Linked DNA regions of Ovis aries: region 1 is linked to region 2. Evidence: chromatin contacts called from public Hi-C data. All regions are on one chromosome and are shown on one strand. Each heading gives the region's core, a stretch centred on a gene start, on an enhancer-like site or on the middle of the called end of the contact. The rest is flanking DNA. Distances are from core to core; before and after follow the strand shown. Region 1 overlaps IL1R2 (interleukin 1 receptor type 2). Region 2 overlaps IL1R1 (interleukin 1 receptor type 1).

Region 1 (2,700 bases), core at 50-2,549, 140 kb after region 2:
GTTCTGAGAAAGCAGGAGGAAAGGAGATTCAATGAGGAAGCGCTTCAGTGCGAGCTCAGGGTCAGGGTCTATTGTTTAGCTAATTAGCTAAATTCTCTTTTGCCGCAGAGCCAGACATTGTGAGACTCTGCTTTTGTCTGGCAAAGGAAACTGGCTAGCCACGAAATTGAGGCTCTTTGGCCAACGCTTTTCCCAGAAGAGAGATTACTGGAAGAAGCCGCAGTTAAACACACATTCCTCTCGCAGATGTCCTATGCTCTGTGATAACAATTAACCATTCCACTCCCTGGCTTCCTGAATGAACCCTTAACAAGAATGTTCTCAATGTCCATGGGACGGGCGTTCCTTCAAAGGCTCCTCACCCTACAGTAGCCCCCTCCGCACCTGCCACAGAGTCCTGGAGTCACTTGTGAAAAATAAAAAAGGCACAGGACATCCAGAACCACCTGTTTGTGATGCTCACCCGTGTGTATGCTAAGCCGCTTCAGCTGTGTCAGATTTTATGCGATTCTATGGACTGTAGCCCACCAGGCTCCTCTGTCCATGGGATTTTCCAGGCGAGAATACTGGAGTGGGTTGCCGTGCCCTCCTCCAGGGGCTGTTCCCGACCCTGGGATCAAGCCTGAGACTCCTGCGTTGGCAGGCGGGTGCCACTGGGAATGGCCACCTGGGGAACCTGCTAACCCCACACTGAGAGAGACAAGGCAACCCAGCTTGGCCACCTGGGCTTGCAATTGAGGAAACTGACTCTGCTGGGGAATCAGAGCCCAGCTCCCCAAGAGGCAGTTCTCCCAGCAGCTTGAAGAAACTGGGCATCTCAACTGGGGCAGAAAGGCCAGCAAATGGTGGATGAAGGGCTGCCCACGTCCACCACGGCTCCATCCTCATGTCTTCCACTAAAGAGCATCTGAAACCCTAATGGGATAAGCTTTAGGCAGCATCCCAGGTGAGCCCAGAGAGCAGCCGGCTTCTCCAGTGACCGAGATCATGAGCCTGCGCCTCCCTCCAAGGTCACAGGGCTGCTTCAGGGAGGCAGAGAGGGGAGAAAGATGCCCCAAGGACGAGATACATCCATGCGTCGAAAGTCCAGGGCACGTCAGGATCACCTGGGAGCTTATTAAATATGGGCTGCTCACTGTTTCTTGTTCAGTATGTCTGGGAGGAGGCCTGAGCGTCTGCGTGTCTGATGAGTACCCAAGTGATGCTGCAGCTGGCCGAGGACCACCCTTGAAAGCAGCTGAGACACAGTGTGGTCCTCAGGACACAGGATAGTAGGTAGGTTGGCGCCCCCTCGTGTTCCTGTGCAGTATCACATGAACAGGACAACGGTGGAGGGGGGTCAGGATTCTGGGGGATCCCCTCTGCAGGGGAGCAAGGGGCTGATGTGATTGAATCCTCACCAGACAGAGAGACTTCCGTTCATGGAAGACTCGATTTTCCCTGTACTAAGACTGAATCTCTGTATTCTCTGGGAGAAGAAAGTCTTTTCCCTTTGTAGACTAATTATATGCCTGAACATAGTTTCAAAGCTCTCTGAAATGTCCGTGTGTGAGTGTGTGTGTGTCTGCTCACTTGCTCAGTCATGCCCAACTCTTTGCCACCCCATGGACTGTAGCCTGCCAGGCTCCTCTGTCCATGGGATTCTCCAGGCAAGAGTACTGGAGTAAGTTGCCAGTCCCTCCTCCAAGGGATCTTCCTGACCCAGGGATCGAACCCTTATCACGTGCACCTCCTGCACTGGCAGGCGGATTCTTTACCACTAGTGCCACCTGGGAAGCCCTGAAAAGACCCCGATTGTGTAGTTGTTCAGTGTATAAAATTAAGAGAAGCACCATACTGTCCAGAGCAGGGGCCAGGACTTCACCGCCTGTGCGCCTCGTGCACCAAGCTTGATGCCCAGCACGTAGGAGGCATGGAAGAAACAGTGACCAAACCTGAAATGCTAATTGGTACTGTTCACACATTATTTTCAGGTAGAACTCATATAAACCAATGCGCGCCCTTGCTATTTTAAATCCTGGTTTCAAGAGCCACGAGACACACTTGTGTGTTAGTCGCTCAGCTTTCTCAGCCGTGCCCGACTCTTTGCGACACCCTGGGCTGTAGCCCACCAGGCTCTTCTGTCCATGGAATTCTCCAGGCAAGAATACTGGAGTGGCTTGTCATTTCCAAATCCAGGGGATTTCCACAACCCAGGGATTGAACCTGGGTCTCCTGCACTGCAGGAAGATTGTTTACCGTCTGAGCCTTCAGGCTAGACATGCTTGGGGAAGATCAAAAAGGAGAGATTTTTTTTCACCAGCTGTACCAATGTATAGACTTCTCATTGAAAACTCCAAAAAATCCTAGTATCCTAGAATTAGGAGAAGGAAATGGCAACCCACTCCAGCATTCTTGCTTGGGAAATCTCATGGACAGAGGAGCCTGGTGGGCTACAGTTCATGGGGTCACAAAGAGTCAGACATGACCCACCAACTGAGCACGCATGCACATCTAGAATTAGACACAAAGTTACGGCAACTGGGCTCTGATGACTGGCCCTCCAGGTGCAAGCCTTCCAAACGGACCTTGCAGAGGGGCCTTCCAAGTGAACTACTATTTGGCTCCCTCTAGTGGTGTACATTTTAACTTCAGATTTAGAACCCTGTCCACCACCCAGGGATTCACTGTTCATAAAATCACCCAGCTTTTATCCTTCCA
Region 2 (2,700 bases), core at 184-2,683:
AGAGGCACCCATTACCTTAAGGAAAGGAAGACAAAGGCTGGAATAAAGAAGGCATTGCACGTCTTTGAACTCCACAGTAGAGTTTAAGGCCATGGCCAGGCTATAGCCTAGGCTAAAAGGTCCTTAACTGTCATATGTGCAATAGGAAAGAAAAAAAAAAAAATGCTGACAAGTAACTATGACATCATCTATTGCAAGATGTATCTTCAAATGTGGTGGGAAAGACTCCAGACTTTGTCAAGAGGCAAAAAGGAATTATTTGCAACTCTTCAAACTGGTCTTTACTTCTCAAAAATCAGGGAAGAAGAGTGGACTCACACACCAGAGAGTGAGCAGAACTGGACTAGGGTGGGGTGGACACGGCCAGTGGTTGCGGGAAGAGCCTGCAGAAAGCGGAAGAGGAGGAAGCAAGAGCTTAGCTCTGACGGTTAAGTCTGGAAGTGGGGATAGAAACCTGTGGTCTCTTCCCCTGGGGTGGTCTGGGAGATAGAAGTTCCCCAGAGAGGTGGGCTCAGAGTGAGACCTGGCTTCTAGCCAGGCACTTGGGTGTGGGGGGGGGGGTGGGTGGGCAGTCACAGAGCCAGGGAGCTACCACCAGCAGAGTGGGAGAAGCCACCAAGGATTTCTGGAACCAGGAGGCTGGAGTCCAGGGGCCTCATATATGGGGGGCAATAGGAAGGCCCACGGCTGTTGGCACCCAGCGGCTTCTTGCCCTGCAGCTGATAAGACCTGTCACACCACGGCAGACACAGGGCACTGGAGACCACAAGGACCCAAGGATAGGCTGCCACCTGACCCAGAAGAATGAGACATCCCTGCGGGGTGTGTGAGCGGGGGTTCCCTCTCCACCACCCCTGCAGACGCGCACCCCCCGAGAGGACCAGAGGAAGCCTGAGGGGATGCTCTGAAAGGCCATTTCCCAGGAGTTACTGAGAATAAAAATAGGCTCAGTGGCAAATATAGTAATGCCGCCAGCACCAGACTGAAAACCTTGACCTTGGAGGCACATGCTGGAACTAACTGATCCTGACCTGTGCCCATTCAGTAAACATTTATGGGGCTCACGCTCCCTGCCGGGCAGTGTGCTAGGATCTAGGATGGATCCGGGAACAAATCAGAACCCCCCCACCGTGGAGCCCACATCCTGCAGGGTGTGGACAGACAGTGAACTGCAAAGGCGATAAGGAAGGGACTTGCACAGACTGGGAGATGTGAAGCTGGGAAACAAGTGTCTGCCTCGAGGAGTCTGGGCCCAAGAGCGGAGCCGCGCCCAGTTACACAGCACGCACCCCCACTGCGCCCCTGCGCTGGTCTCCCCCAGTGCCGCCTCCCTGTGCAGGACACCGAGGGCAGAAGAGTCAGCACAACGCAGGCCCTGTCCTCGGCGGCCTGCTGGCTCAGCCGGGAACTGGCACCACCGGCTCCACAGGGCAGGAACTGGGCTTTTCCTCCAGCTCACAGTTGTTTACCTGGCACTCAGGCAAGCGGAGCCAGGCACTGGGCATGCACACAGCACGCTCACACGCACATGTGAAACACTCACAAAGTGCACACACGCCACAGAAAATATACACACGGGCACAACACAGAACAGTCACACAGCACACAGTCACACAGCATGCAATTACACACACACACACACACACACACACACACTCATAACACATACACCAAACATCATGCAACAAATACCTACATACTCACACAATATACACAGGTATAACATACACAAAAGATACAACACAACACACACTCAATCAATACACCCTCACACAAAACACAGAAAACAGCCATGCAACATACCACACACACAAAAAACACACACTTACACAACATATACAAAATAGTCACAACCTCCAATACACACACAACACAGTCACACACTCATACAGCATACACAAAAATACACACAGCAAACACAACCCCTCTCCCCCACCCACACATAACATACACACTCACACAACACACACATCCAAGTCTCCATGCTAAAATGTTTTCACGTTAAATCCTCCAGAGATGCAGGCAGACAAGGCCAACCAAGCAGGCGAAGGTGAATGAAATGAAAACCCGGAGACCTGGGGGCAGGGGTGTCCCAACTGAGCCACCGCAGGACTACACTTCGGGTCCCGAGTTCCCACAGGAGCCCCCACAGGAGCCCCCACAGGGGCTTATGAATGGTTTATGACCATCAGAGTGGTTTACGGCCAAGATTTCTGGGTCTGCTCTCGTCATGGAACTTCTGCCAAGATGTTCCAGATTCTGTCCATGCCAAGGCCGAGAGGGAGCTCTCAACGCCTGGCGCTTCGGGAAAGTTACAGTCACATTGTGCAACTGTGTCACTGGGTCTCCTTTCCAGAAGTTAGTCTGACGCAGTGATTTAAAACATTAACCCCCCGGCTGCACGAAATTTATCTTCCGATTTTCAGCAGATCAAAGGAAGCGCGATATTTGTCTTTCTCTTATGTTGCCTATTCTTTAATCTGCTGAGACTTAGAAAATATTTTTTTTTCTGCTATTGCCAGGTTATTGTTTTAATAACATCAGACTAGCTTCTGGAAAGACCTCAATGACATATCAGTGCATATACGTGGAATCTAGAAAAACGATTCAGATGAACCTATCTGCAGGGCGGAAATGGAGACGGAGAGGACAGACATATGGCCACAGCTGGGGGATGAACTGGGAGGGGAGCACTGACGA

The links. A called contact is a pair of places that touch in the nucleus more often than the background predicts.
Region 1: a contact with region 2 is called in a Hi-C map of liver, with 3 times the contacts expected there. The contact joins two enhancer-like sites. A contact is called at or near these places in 3 of 16 Hi-C or Micro-C datasets (liver, skin fibroblasts and tail adipose tissue).

What each region holds. Positions count from the first base shown.
Region 1 is chr3:99,751,827-99,754,526 of ARS-UI_Ramb_v3.0, forward strand. It overlaps IL1R2 (interleukin 1 receptor type 2), which reads right to left. Exons shown (of 10, transcript XM_060412382.1): 7 at 1-3. Among named protein-coding and RNA genes, the nearest start is that of IL1R2, 25 kb to the right of the region's middle. Within about 2 kb of position 1,300, at least 9 of the 54 cell types and tissues checked have an H3K27ac peak or open chromatin away from gene starts, as enhancers often do. A contact at or near this core is called in liver, where this site is marked.
Region 2 is chr3:99,615,003-99,617,702 of ARS-UI_Ramb_v3.0, forward strand. All of the region lies in intron 1 of IL1R1 (interleukin 1 receptor type 1), which reads right to left. Among named protein-coding and RNA genes, the nearest start is that of IL1R1, 25 kb to the right of the region's middle. Within about 2 kb of position 1,434, at least 19 of the 54 cell types and tissues checked have an H3K27ac peak or open chromatin away from gene starts, as enhancers often do. A contact at or near this core is called in liver, where this site is marked.